2 separate regions of the Sus scrofa genome follow, and region 1 is linked to region 2. A link is a contact called in public Hi-C data. All regions are on one chromosome and are shown on one strand. The core of a region is the stretch at or near the end of the contact, and the rest is flanking DNA. Distances in the headings are between cores, read along the strand shown. Region 1 has its middle 180 kb from the start of GATA6. Region 2 holds the start of GATA6 (GATA binding protein 6).

Region 1 (6,945 bases), core at 658-3,157, 190 kb before region 2:
TATTAGAGAATGAAAAATGATAAGCCTCAAAATTATATTTCTTCTTGGAGTTCCCTTTGTGGCACAGTAAGTTAAGAACCCGACAAGGGGTCCGTGAGGATGTGAGTTTGATCCCTGACCTTGCTCAGTGGCTTAAGGATCTGGTGTTGCCACAAGCCGTGGCATAGGTCACAGATGTGGCTTGAATCTGGTGTCACAGATGTGGCTTGAATCTGGTATTGCTGAATTTCAATTAGACTCCAACCCAGGGAACTTCTATATGTCACAGATGCGGCTGTAAAAAGAAAAAAAAATTACTGTCATCCCCTACTGCAATCACGTAAAGTCTGTGTTTAAATGTCAATAAACAGAAAGTTTGGAAATGGATTTTAAATAAAACTATTTTAATTTAAAAATATTCTCAAAACTATTGACTGCAAGAAAATGTATCAAATGGTAATAGTGGTTCCCTATAGGCATTTCTCTTTCTTTTTGCCTGTTCATTTTTCCTGTGTTTTAGTTCACGAGCTTGATTATTTGAAAACCTTTTTCAACCTAAAAGAGTGCATTTACAGTAGAGGCATCTCTGCTATACTTGGACTTACTCCACATAAGTGGTTCATCCATCCAGGTAGTCACCCTGCACATTCTGATTTTGGGTCCAAGCTCATGGCCTAGCACTGCTCTGTTAAGAAAAACACCTATGTGAAGAAACAGTGGGGTACAGCTGCTGGCTTTTCTCAAACCCATTCCCTTCTTTCCTGGCACAAATCAGGATGTCTTCCCTGCATGCGCCATAGGTAGGTGTGTACCTGTGACCAAATTTTAGACAATGGATCTAAGCAGAAGTGGCAGGTATCATTTCCAAAAGGGCCCATGGCAGCCTTTCCACCTGCAGTGCTGCAGGCTTTTCTTACTCCTGCGGGCTTGATGGAAATGCGCTTGGTGATCCCAGAGGCCTCTGGTGCATGAGGAGCCCCAACTTGACAGACATGCCTGCCCATCATCAGTGCACACTGCTCAGAAACTCTCATTTTCTTTCTTTCTTTTTTTTTTTTTTTTTTTTTTTTTTTTTTTTGTCATACCATGGCACACAGACGTTTCCAGGCCAAGGATCAAACCCATGCCACAGCAATGGCAACACCAGATCCTTAACCCGCTGAGCCACCAGGGAACTCCCAGAAACACTCATTTTCAATGTGAGGCAAGCAAGACAGTCAGTTCTAATTATATGAAGCTACCGAGATAGGAGTGTTTGCAAAAAAAGAAAAAGAAAAGAAAAGAAAAAAAAAACCTCTCAACTAAAGGAAAGGGACAGAGATGAGGAATGACAACAAATTCAGTTGGAAAGTACAATAAAAGTCAACTTTGAATAATTGGATCTCTACAGCTATTCCACATCAGTGGTGTTTATATAAGAGTAGTTTCCTCCGAAGTCTTTAGCAACTCATGAATCACGGTGCTTATCCTCACCCAGAGACAGCTCCGGGGACAAGGGAAAGGAGCCTGTGATGGGAGGGAACCCCCACGGGCCCCATGTTCATGTTTCAACCTTTATCCTCGCCCTGGGAAGAAGCAGAATATCATCTCCAGGTGTCCTCCACTATCTTTTCTTCACCCCCACACTCAGCTATTACCAGCACCCCCACCATTCTTAGACACACCCTGCATTTACTATGTGACAACTGAGCAGGTTATTCTGTGTGACTGGCGGAGACATAGCCGCAGGGCTGTCAGAAGACCTGGGCCCCAGGCCCCATGGAGAAACAACCTGGAAGCCGGAATCGAGCCCCTGAATCTCCCTCTGACTGTTTTTCATCCGCAGAACAGACGTCAAGAAGATTATGGGCCACTTACCTCACGGGGCTGTTGTGAAGGGCAGAGTGAGATCATAGGCTTAAATAAGATGCAAGGTATTGTATTTATTTCTAGAACTGGCAGAAATACAAAACTAACTGACTTCCTAGCCTCGAGGAAGTTGCCTGAATAGTGTTTCATATGGACTTTTAGCCCAAGGATTTTGAAGATCCCTCAAACATTTCCTTGCTTTCCCTAAACAAGCCAGCTATGGTCCATCTCTTTGGCCAATGAGAGGTTGCTGTAAATCTACAAATCAGGACCTTGCTTTCAACAGCTACCAATTCCCACACTCATCTGGATACGCTGCATTAGAATGCTCAATAGTTACTACGTTACTAAGTCTCCTACAAAATATTTCCTATTCTTATGTAATGGTAGGAACCCTCATGCTCTTCTCAGAGTCAGTCTCCAATGTTAGAAGGGCTCATCTCTCTTCCTGGGTCACCTTGTTGTTCTTATACATCATTCTTCTCTATCATGTTCTTTGCCTCCACTTTAACACAATGTCCCCAAGTCCTAAAAATGCTCAGCTCACCCACGTCACCGAGAGGCCAGATTTGCAAGGATGCTTGCAGGGGAATACAGGAAGTTCAAATTTGGCTGTGCTATTAAGTGCATTCAGAGGAACACCAGTTCATGGTCACATTCAGTACAGCTGCTTGATGTATTAACTCACATTCAGGAGTCCAAAATTTCATGTGTGGCCGCTTCCTGTTTCCAGTTTTGAAGGAACTTGTCAGGTTTCTCTGCAACTGCACCACAGCTTGAGGTGGTGAAGGTGGCTGGAGAAACGCTCTCCGTTGTTTGAAGGTTGGAACAGGACATTTCTTCACCCTGAGCTTCTGCGAGGCTCTGACAAGCAGACAAGACAGATGAGCCTGGCATGTGGAACAGTTCTCCTCTGTGGGGTTAAGTCCCTTGCAGGGAGAGCAGGACTCTGAACTTGAGGTTGATTCACATGGGCCTATCTTAGCAAAAATTTTTCTCAACAGTCGAGACCTAGAGCTACATGCTGCTGTCTGAGTGTGGGGAGAGGATTTAGAAACGACATTGTGTGGTGCCTACAAGTGGTGCTATTCCATGCTGATTAAGAGTCCAGCCTTTTGCCAAGCCTGTGCCCCTTCAGCTGCCACCATCCAGACTTTATCTGTCCTCAGGGACAGTCCCCAGAGCCCCTGACCCCTGAGGCTCACCACAGTCATTCCCACCCACCCCATCTCTCCTTTTTCAGGGACACCCCAGCAGCTGCAGTCACTTGATATGAGTTTAAGGAGGATGACAGGTTATTAAAGAAAAGACGTGGAGTTCCCATCATGGCTCAGTGGTTAACAACTGGGAACCATGAAGTTGAGGGTTAGATCCCTGGCCTCGCTCAGTGGGTTAAGGATCCGGTGTCATGAGCTGTGGTGTAGGTTGCAGATGCGGCTTGGATCCCGCATTGCTGTGGCTGTGACGTAGGCTGGGGGCTACAGCTCCAATTCGACCCCTAGCCTGGGAACCTCCATATGCCGCGGGAGCGGCCCTAGAAAAGGCAAAAAGACTAAATAAATAAATAAATAAATATTTAAAAAGTAAACAAAAGACTTCATTTCTTGCTACTCATCCTAAGTGGACTTGTCTGTTTCCCTCCTTCCTACACACACGCACGTATGTACCCACACATGGGCATAAGCTGGTGTGCAGAGGAAAAGCCCAGACCTTAACAAAATTACTCCCCTTCTTTGAGTTTCTTTGTCCCTTCCTCAAATTGGAGGTGATGTAACCTATCTAAATGAGGGGCCATTTTGAGGCTGGGGTGCCGAGTTCATACCAAATATCCCCTTCCTAGTAGCTTTTCTCCAAATTATTTAATAGATCTTATGAAATGTCTTGATTGGTTTTGCCACTGACTTTTCCGTATGAAGACATACGAGAGGCAGGAGAGTGTAGGAGTTCAAAGTGCTGCTCTAAATTCATTTCTGTTTCTTTGCTGTGTGGCCCTGGGCAAGGGACATAACCGCTTTCTGACTTCATTTCTTCATCTATAAAATTGGGGATAACAGGGACCCAGCTCACTGACGTGTTGTGAGGATTAAATGAGATCATGTAAGCAGGCCTTCAGCATAGGGCCTGGCCTATCATACATGTCCAGTAAGAATTAGCAGTTTTAATATGATTATTATTGTTATTTATTATCATGGCTGAGCAAGAAGCAGAGGACAATTGACACCACCAGTAGAGATGGGCTCTGAGCGATTTTCATGTGCTGAGGAAAATCCTCCTTTGCCCGTCCCTTCTTACACTGTCCAGTGGGCAGCTGGAGTTGTCTGCCTTGTGGACACTTTATTCTAAGAAGCTTATTCAGTGTGCTGACGGCTTTTGATCTCCCTGATTTTGACTCGTAGAACATCAAGAGGAAAATACTGCGTGATGTGTGTGTCATGATATCGTGGTTTCCTTCTAACAGGAGCAGGAAAGATAATACCATGGGTACTGCAGGCTTGTTGTGTAGCTATCTGAATGGAGGGATCCAAGCCCTAAAACCAACACCATTTACCCAATTGTCTTTGAAGAAAAGTAACTGTTAATCATAAAGTGGAAAGAATCTTTGGGAAAACTTTATCAGTATTATCAGCCTATTAGTTTAACATGGTCTAATCCTTCCCCAGACTATTTACTCAGGCACATTAAGGGCTTCTGGGTTAACCCTCCCCGTACTGTGGGGCTCCAGTTGGGGGCAACCTGTTCTCATTGGCTGTTTTTACCCAGAATGTGAAGGATACACGATCACCTTGTGCAAAGAACAAGAAGAACATTCTGGTGTCAGTGCCAGCAGCTCCCGTGTTTTCACTTCCAGCAAATACCAAGTCCTTCCATCTTTCACCCGCTTATATGTGGAGAGACTGAACAAAACGTTCTGACATGAGCTTGTTTCAAAACGTCTACCAGGGAAGCAACTTGAGAGATTGAGTAGGGAGGCTGTGGGTGTATTACCCTGGTCATGCTTAAGGAACTTGGAAAACAGAGTCCGAAAATGAGGTGGAGGTGGGGAAAATGACGGCAGAGATAACTTGGCAGTGACACAAAAGCGAACCAACAAAACAACAGCACAACCTGAAAGGAGAATTGAAGAGGCTGAGCAGGGAAAGGGGATGTCAGGTTGACAACTTAGCTAGAAATCTGGACACTGTAAGAGACAATTTAGTGCTGGGTCATGCCCTGGGCTGAATTTATTGCTGCTTTCCTTGTTAACTCGCCTCATGTTTAAAGTCAAAACTGCCATGGGGATTTTATCATCTCCATCATGTATGATCTGCCTTAAAATACGAACCCCGAAGGAAGTCTCCTCCGCTCTGAGGTTTCTTACCCTAAGCGGCAGGATGATGCGCTTCCCATCAAAGAGGGAAAAGCAGAGGATTTAAGGATGCTGAGGTAGATATTTTTTAGGTAGTGGATTTGAAAGGAGGTTCTGAATTCGGCCTGTGCTCTGAGAAATCAGCGAGGCAGGGAGGAGGAGGGAGTGGGCTGGCCTGAGGGACGATGGCAGGGACACAGGTGAGGGTGGACACGTGGAGGCCAGTAAAGGAGTAGGGCGGAGCGCGCCGACCTCCGGGCGGCCTGGGACTGAGGTCCAGCCTTTGCCACTTGCCAGGGCTTGTGCTGCCAAAGACAGAGGGGCCAGATGATTCTGCTCCCTGCTCGCCCCTCAGGAGATTAAAAAGTAAACCCTAATTTGAAGCTACGTTTTGTCAGTTTCAGGTGAGTAGAAAAGATTTCCTCCGGAGCCAACGATAATATCACAAATGAGGTGCGTTAAGAATCCAGCCGGGACCTCACGCTTGGGCGCTCCCCTCTCTTTGGTGTCCCGGAAGCGGGCGCCGGGGATGCAACAGAAAAGCGGAGAGGCGAGGTCTCCAGCCTCTTCTCCAACTCTGGGAGGCCGCAGTTCGTAGGGCGAAATTGAAAATGCACAACGTGCCGCCTCGGGAGGCTAATGATGTTTATGCAGACATACCACGCCGGTGGAACGGTCCCAACATTCCGCTCACGGCGCAGGGGAGAGGAGGTGGGGGCGCGGCCGGGCCGCCCCTCCCCCGCCGCCTTCCTGCGCCGCAACCTGGACTTGACCCCCGAGAGCCTGGCGCGCCGCGGCCGGGGCCGCCCCGCCGGAGCCGGGCCGCCCCGGCCGGCGTCGCCCCGCCGCGCTCGCCGAGCCCGACGCGGAGTAGCCTGAACGCGAGCCGGTCCAGTGTGGAAATGTTTCACACGTCCGCACCCCTGGTTTGATGGAGGGGGGGCGCTGGAGTGCAGACGGAGCAGAAAGGGGTTCTGTCGCCAAAGACTGAGAGGGTCGGGAGCAGAGAAGGGCTGTGTGAGCCCCGGGTTGGATTCGACCCCAGAACCCTGGGCAGCCCCCGCTGGGTAATTCCAGGAGAGTAGAGTCGTTCGTTCCCACTCTCTGCCCTTCCAAGTCCCAACTGTAAAGCGGGGCATTAGCCTGGGACGTTTTCAAGGGCCCTCCAGCCCTGACATGCTGTGATTCTTCTAAGCCTGTGTGAGTTGTCTCATGTGGATCAAGACTCCTGGCAAAAGGAAAAATAACTCCATAACAGGGGATCCGCTAAAGCTCAGCTCTAGAATGGACGCCCCCTACCCGCCCCCAACAAAAAGTTTCAGATAACCCCAAACACTAGAATCCGGTGCATTTTAACTCTGTTAACTCTTTCGAGTTTATTTATTTCTTTAGTAACAAAGGTAATTGATTAGAGTTAGTGCTGGGGAGAAAAAAAAAGTGTTCCTGGGTCATTTGTCTTTTGGAGGAAACGTAAATCCATAAATCCTCTAAGAAATAAAACTCTCTTCATTTCCCAAGTAGGCAGATCTTCCCAAGTTTTTCTTCAACCTAAATCTTTGCCCTTAGCCACCTAACATCAGTGGCTTTCTTTTCCTGAGAGCCATATAATCTTTCAATAAAGGGAGAAAAGAAAGCTCCACTCTTCCTGTGAAAGATGTGCCCAGGAAGAAAGATATTTAGATTTTATTTTGAGAGGGTTTTTAATCTGAAACAGAATTTTTTAATAGCCTAGTAAAGTATGTAAGATAATTTATAAACTAGGTGTTACACAA
Region 2 (6,743 bases), core at 243-2,742:
GCCACCAGGCTTCGGCTCTGTCCGTTTCCCTCCTGGGCTCATTTTTTTTCATTTTTTCCAACTGCCCACCCCAGTCGCTATTCATCAGGTCCCTGGACGTCTTCCCAGACACTGAGCTACATCTGAGCATCTAGACTCTCTCCTGGAATGGCACTAAGACACTTCGCAAAACAGAAGCAGCACATCAGCTCTGTCAGACTCTGGGCATTCAGACAGGAATGCCCAAGTCAAGCAGCTGCTCCGCGTTCCGCAACGCCCCCCCCCGCCCCCAGTCCAGCCAGGCCTAGGCGCCTTGAGCCCCCACCCCCGCGCGGTTGCGCGACCCTTACCTGCGCTGGGGCCCCGAGGCACAGGGAGCGGGGCTCCGGCGCGACTCTGTAGACTGTGCAGCACCGGGGTCTCGAAGGGTCCCGCAGGCCATGCGGGCGTCAGCGGCGCACCCACGTAGGGCGAGTAGGCACTTGGGTGGTGATGGTGATGGTGATGGTACGTCCCGTTCAACGGCCGCGCGGCCGATAGCGAGCTGTATTGGTGCTCGCGGCTGCCCATGGCCGCCAGGCCACCGCCACTGCCGCCGCTCACGCCGCCCGCGCCCCCGCCGCCGGCAGCTGCGTAGCCCCCGGGGTCCCTAGCCGCGCCATTGGCCATGGGAGGGCTGGGCGAGTAAGGGAAGCGCGCCGAGACATGCGCCGCGGCCGAGCCTGCGCTGCCCGGCCCCGCCGCCCCGCCGCCCGCCGTGCCGCCTCCGCTGCCATATGGGGGGCTATCCGCTGAGGCCTGTGGCCAGCCGGGGTGCGAGCCCGCGCCGCCCGCATGATTGGCGGGCCCGCTGCCCGCCCCCTGCAGGTACGGTAGGCCTGGCAGCATGGAGCCCACGCGCGTGGTGGGAACGTAAACCGGGGAGCTAGCCGCCGCTGCGGCCGCTGCAGCCGCGGCCGCCGAGTGCACGAAGCCGCCGGGCGCTCCGTCGTAAGCGGCGGGCCCCTGGCTGGAGAGGGCTGCGAGGGTCTGGTACATCTCCTCCGGCTGCTCGGGTGCGAAAGGGCTCAGCTTGGCGCCGCGGCTGGACCACAGCAGCTTGCTGGCGGTCGCGGCCTGGTCGAGGTCAGTGAAGAGCAATAGGTCCTCCCAGCTCGACAGGGCGCCCCCGGGGGCAGAGATCCCGGGCGCCGAAGGTCCGTGAGGAGCCCCGAAGGGATGCGAGGCGTAAGGGTTGAGCAGCAGCGAGCGGGCTGTGGGTCCCGCCGCCGCCTCCGTGTCGAGCTGCGGCGTCCTGCAGTTGCTGGCGCCGCCGGGGCCACGCTCCCCACCCCGTGAGCAGCAGGAGGAAGAGGAGGAGATGGGGGAAGGCGGCGTAGAGGGCTCCCGCGCTGGAAAGCCTCCGGAGTCGCCGGCGTCCGCAGCCGCGGCCCCTAAGCGCTTTGGCAGACACCAGCCGCCGTCAGTCAAGGCCATCCACGGTCCCGCGCTGCTCCAAGCTGACTTCTAGCTCCTGAGACCGGGTGGGGAGGGAGGCAGGGTCGGGAGAAAAAATAAAAAGGAATTATCAAAAGCGCATGCTGCCCTTCTCACTTCCACTCCCCTCTCTAGATAATGAGATTCCTCAAAGATCCCGTCTCGGCCCAGGTTCTAGGGGTGGGGAAAGAGAGGAGCATGGAGCCTGCTCAGCCGCCACAAGGTCCTCCCAGAACCAGGATACCCGCTCTCCTTCTCCCGCACCTCCAGAGTCCCCTCGCCCTCCCCTCCCACCCTCCTTCGCAGCATCCTCCATCCACACGCGCGCCAGATCCCAGGGGTGACTGCGAGGCTGACCAAGGTTTTCCTTCCGCCCCGAAGTGGCTCCCTCCCGGCCGATGGCACACAAAGGAACTTTTGTTAAAGTAGCTGTGCGTGTCGGTGCTGCCTTATTACGCCCCGGTACGGAGGGCTCCCTCGCAGGGAATGCCTCAGTGTGAAGGCTGCCCGCTTGAAAATCATTAGCGCAGGGAAAGCAACCTGTCCCAGAAAACGAAACCACCGAGTTCTCCCATACTGGCTCTCCCAGAGCTTCCCGGACTGCGCTGACGAGACGCAACGCGAGCTCCAGAGAGAAATGCAACCCAGCCCAGGGAGGTGGGGCGCCTGGGCGGAGACCGCAGTCTCGGACCTTCAGGGCACAGGCAGTGCGAAGTCTCATGCCCAACCCGCGTCCCCGTGGCGCCGCACACCTTAGACACCGCTCGCCCCCGCAGCCACCGATGCGTGCGCTCACGCCGGCCGGGCCATGCCGGCTGGGCCACCCCGGCCCACCCCGCGGTCATCCCCAGGCGCGGAAAGGCTAGACGGTTCCGGAATGGACGTAGCAGGGTGGAGCGGAGCGCGGAGGAAAAAAGGGGGGGATGAAAGGGGGACTTGAGACCGCCCTGGAGACGAAGCCACCCCAAAAGGGAGAGCAGCAAGAATGACAGGGAGACTAGGAGGGGGTGGAGGGAGGCCAAACGCAGCCTAGCTGGCCTCTATGGGGCTGCTTTTCCAAATCGTTTCGGCTCATCGGAGATAACCATACTAAAATTAATACACACACAGACCCAGGCCAGATAGCACGAAAGAAGTCTCTGCGCGCCTGACTCCGGCTCCCGCCCCTTTGCGCCAAGATAACTCGGAGATAAGGGTGCGCGCAGATAAGCGCTTCGGAGAGAGGAAAAGACACCAGAAGTTAGTCCGCGGTATCCAGGAACCTGGGAGCCGCCACGGCCTGCCAGGAGTGGATAAGATAGACACCCTTGGAGCCGATCGCGGCCCGCAGAGGGCCGGAGAGCCGAGGCCGAGGGGCCTGCGTTGGGTGGGGGGTGCAGAGGAAGAAAGAGGGGTGCTCGAGCAAGAGAGGTAGCAGCCGAACCTGGGGTGGGCGCAGCGCATGGAGAACAGCGGTGGAGGAGTGTGCTCCCGAATGTGGAGAGAGGCCGAAGGCGCCAGCCGGCGAGCGCGAGTCCGGGGTCTGCGCGGTGCTGCTGGTGAATAAAAAGGAGAGAGGAGGCGCCTCTTACTGCTCTGCCGGAAAACTGCAGCCTGCGCTCCTGATTGGACTCACCGAGCCCTAAACAAACAGCGCTCGCCGAAGGGTGCCAGGCTGTGGGTCGGAACTGCGCTCAGCGAGCAGCTGGGCGCTGGAGGTGAAGAGGAGGAGGAGGAGGAGGGAACGAGGGGAGGAGAGAAAAGAGGGTGGGGAGGGGAAGGCGGGCGGCGGGGGAGGGGAGCGCGCTGCTAGGGCAGACAATGAGTCCCGCGCAGCCTGCGGGTGTGGGCTGAGCTGCGAGCGCGGTCCTAGGACTAAGAGCAAGTCCACCCAGGGGGCGCCGATCCCGGGGACGCCGGGGGAGGGGCAGAGGTGGCAGAACGCCTGACCTGGCTGGCGACCCACACCCATTCCTCCTCCCCCAGTTACACACATACTCAAGGGGGGGAGGCGCTGGCAGGGTTGACTATGCATAGTCCAACGCTGTCTCCGCAGCGGGAGAGACGCGCCATCTCGGGGGTCAGCGAGCCCTCAGAAAGTGAGGGGAAAGTGCCTTCCTCCGCTGGTCTCCCCCACTGCTGCCTCCACATTAAATGAACTTTTTGCCCCGTAGTTGTGTATGTTTCCCGACCTCTTCTCGAGACCTTGGGGCTCAGGTCCTGGTGGCCGTCGGGGGTCTAGTCTCCTGTGATGTAGGAAAGAAGGAACTAGAGCGCCTAGCTCCCTATCTCTGCTCCGCTTTTTACAAACGGTACTAAATTCCTGGGAAGTTTCGGGAGGTACACGTCGGCACTCCCCAGCTAATCTCTGAGAACTTTTAATTCGGGGCCCTGGTGTACGTAAAGGTTAGTCCACGAGGTGCGCAGAAGGGACAAGGGCTACTAGGCCAGTCGCGCTCTCCGAGTTCTGGTGTCCTGTTTGCTCTGAGCTTTCCCTGGAGAACTTCAGGTAAGTCACATATAAGTCGTTGGAAAGAGGAGGGGGGTCACCTTCCCTGGTTCCAGGGCTAAATACCACTTCCCCACCCCCACCCTCACATACACACCCCTTCTTCGCTCCCTCCAAATGGTTATCACAACTGTGTACAAACTGATACGGTCCTTCGCCGGCAAAGGGACTGGAAATGAACGTCGCGGGGTTATCAGCGCCGATCTGTCAGCAGGGAGTCGCGCGGCCCGCAGGTTCGTCCTCGGCAGGAGCCGTGATGTATGTCTCGCTCCCTTACGCTCACAAAAAGGATTTCTTCCGACAGCTGTGACCCCAGAAGGCTGTCGAAAATTTTAACTAGGGCAGGAGGAGTTGTTTTGTAGGAATGGATTTTTACACTTTTTTTCCAGGTAAATCGAAGTAAATGATTTTCTAAAGGTCAGTCTCCCTGAAAGCCTTTGGGCTGTGTGTGTGTGTGTGTGTGTGTGTGTGCGCGCGCGCGCGCGTGCGCGCGCGTGTGTGTGTGTGTGTGTGTGTGTGTGTGTGTGTGTTTCCAGTTGGGGAAGGGAGAGTTGCATAGAGTTGAACCCGGGTAGGTAGGGACATAATAAAATTTAAGAGTTTGGAGAGATTGTGAGAAGTCATGGCTAAATGTTTCCTTTCTATGTAACTGTGACTTGTGAGCCTGTGTATCCTGGGGGACAAGGGGACAGGGCCAGGCAGCGCGGGGGAGGAAGGTGCAGAATCGAGGAAGTCCACGATTCTCCTTTTCTTTTTTTCATTCTTCGTTGTAAATAGCTGTTAAACACTTCTGAATTTTAAATTGCTACCGAGAAGGTCCATAAACCGTTCTCATCCAATTTAGTCACTTTTATTACATTCCTCTTCGCCTCCCCCAATCACTGCGGCGGCTCCCAGTTTCAGCGTGGCCGTAATTCGGAAAGACTGAAGGTAGAAAACTCTGGAACGGAGATTGGCGACTGGAGCAGGATCCAGGGACTTTAAATTTTAACCTGAATTCGATTGAATGCATCTACCAGAAGAGATAGTCCGGCGTCCGCCGTCCACTCAACTCCGACCAGGGCTTCCAATGCCTTTCTTTTGGTTTCTACGTGAGTTCTGACCAAATTTTTACGTAGACTGAGTTTTGCAGAAGTTCACTTATAAGCCGTTACAGAAAGATTGTGGGCATTTGATTTCCTTTGAGTCCAATTGTTCTTAAATGTTTCTATGGTTTGCTCTCGAAAGCGAAGTTATCTTTTTCTAATTCATATCTTAGCGAGATGCTGTCTAAGGAAGACAAGTTAGCAAATAAATTGGCTAAGTAAGAGTCCAGCCTGTGAACGGCCTCCAAGCCTGAGCCCAGAGAAGACCGAGCCCCGGCACGAACCTGATTCCTGCTGCGTGTGTGTTTTTTTATATTTGCCAAACACGAGGTTGTCCTTGTGAATTTCCCTGCACAATAGCTGACACCCGGGAGAGGGTGCGCGGGCCCCGGCGCCGCTGGGACAGAGGTGAGCGCCGGGACGCCGACCGACTCCACAATGTGCGGGTTCTAAGATTCGAGAAGGGTCCAGGCACTTCTTCACTCTTCCAGATTCCCAGTCCCTTTTAACCTTGTTTAAAACAAAGATGGGGGCAGGCAGGTAATTGCTTGCTCTTTTGCAGGCTCACAAATTGGTTTTTTTGTTTGTTTGTTTTTTTAGACTGGCTTTCCAACCAGAGGAGAGAATGGATAGTGAAATTTTTTTCTTGTCAGTTAACTTCAAAATAAAACAAAACTGTTTGACCCGTGGAGTTTATTCAGACGGAAAGCCAGGTTGCCTGACTCGTCCAGTTTGCAATTTTCCCAGCGCATCGGCTTTGGCCCCGGAGACAACACCCCCAGGGAGAGGCACATTTTCAAAGCCACCCTTCACCGGCCCCAGGCCCGGGGCTCTGATCTCCCTGAGCGCCTCAGTTGGTCCCGGAAAGCGAGGAGAAGAGGGGGTGCAGAGGAAGAAGTGCACCCAAAGAGCTGGCGAAGGCCCCCATAGTGTTCCAGGTGGAAAGCTTAGAAGTTTTCTTCGTGTTTCCTCCCGTTTCTTTTCTTCCTCCTCTTTTCCTTCCGCCCCTCTCTTCTTCGGTGATTTGCTAATATGGAACGAAATCGTTTGTCTCGGGACTATTTAGACCCAAGAAGTGGCCCCTCCGGAGCGAGCCTGCCTCCCCAAGCGGCCCTTCTCACCTTCTGAAGGGGGCTGGCTCCCGGGCGCGGCCTGTCTCCAGGCTGATTTATTTGGGCCGCGCGCGCCACACCGCGCTTCGCGATTCGAATCCAGCCCGAACCCAGCCGCCAATAGGGCAGGAGGCGGGGGCTTGGCGGCCAAACGGGGACGGGTGTTTGGGGACCAAGTTGTACGCCGCTTCCGGCGGAGCAGCGAGACTCGGGCGAAGACCCGTGTCATGATCCGCCTTTCTTCCCCAAACCTAATCTCATCCTGTTGTCCTTTCACCAAGCTCCTGGGTGCTCCAGCGACGTTGCAGGAGGAAAAAGAATACAATTACATACCGTTTCTGACTTAAAATATAGTTTTAACTTGAGAGGTTTGTGGGGTTTTTTAAACCAGATTTATGGGGCCTTCTCGCTTGTGCTTATATTTCTTCCCGTCCCGGGGACACTTTGGCCGAAGGGCACGGGGTCACCTCGGCGCGCCCCGCCCCCACCCGCGCCCAGGCCCACTAGCCGGGACCGGCTGTCAGTCCAACACAGGCCATCCCCCAGGGTCCTGACGGAGTGGGGGTTGGGGGAACTGTTGTTTTGTTTTTGTAATTCTCGAAA

The links. Hi-C and Micro-C count contacts between places; a contact is called where the count stands out from the background.
Region 1: a contact with region 2 is called in a Hi-C map of omental adipose tissue, with 2.1 times the contacts expected there. The contact joins the enhancer-like site here to the promoter of GATA6 in region 2. A contact is called at or near these places in 1 of 5 promoter capture datasets (liver), 3 of 47 Hi-C or Micro-C datasets (epiblast stem cells, heart right ventricle and omental adipose tissue) and 1 of 2 datasets of contacts at active chromatin or transcription factors (skeletal muscle).

Annotation. Positions count from the first base shown.
Region 1 is chr6:107,465,608-107,472,552 of Sscrofa11.1, reverse strand. No RefSeq gene overlaps it. Among named protein-coding and RNA genes, the nearest start is that of GATA6, 180 kb to the right of the region's middle. Within about 2 kb of position 1,907, at least 5 of the 83 cell types and tissues checked have an H3K27ac peak or open chromatin away from gene starts, as enhancers often do. A contact at or near this core is called in omental adipose tissue, where this site is marked.
Region 2 is chr6:107,279,076-107,285,818 of Sscrofa11.1, reverse strand. It overlaps GATA6 (GATA binding protein 6), which reads right to left and starts at 1,492. Exons shown (of 6, transcript NM_214328.2): 1 at 330-1,492. The coding sequence starts at 1,455. LOC100525229 reads left to right here and starts at 3,064. Exons shown (of 6, transcript XM_021096175.1): 1 at 3,064-3,152; 2 at 4,841-5,436; 3 at 5,629-5,966; 4 at 6,422-6,508. The coding sequence starts at 5,654.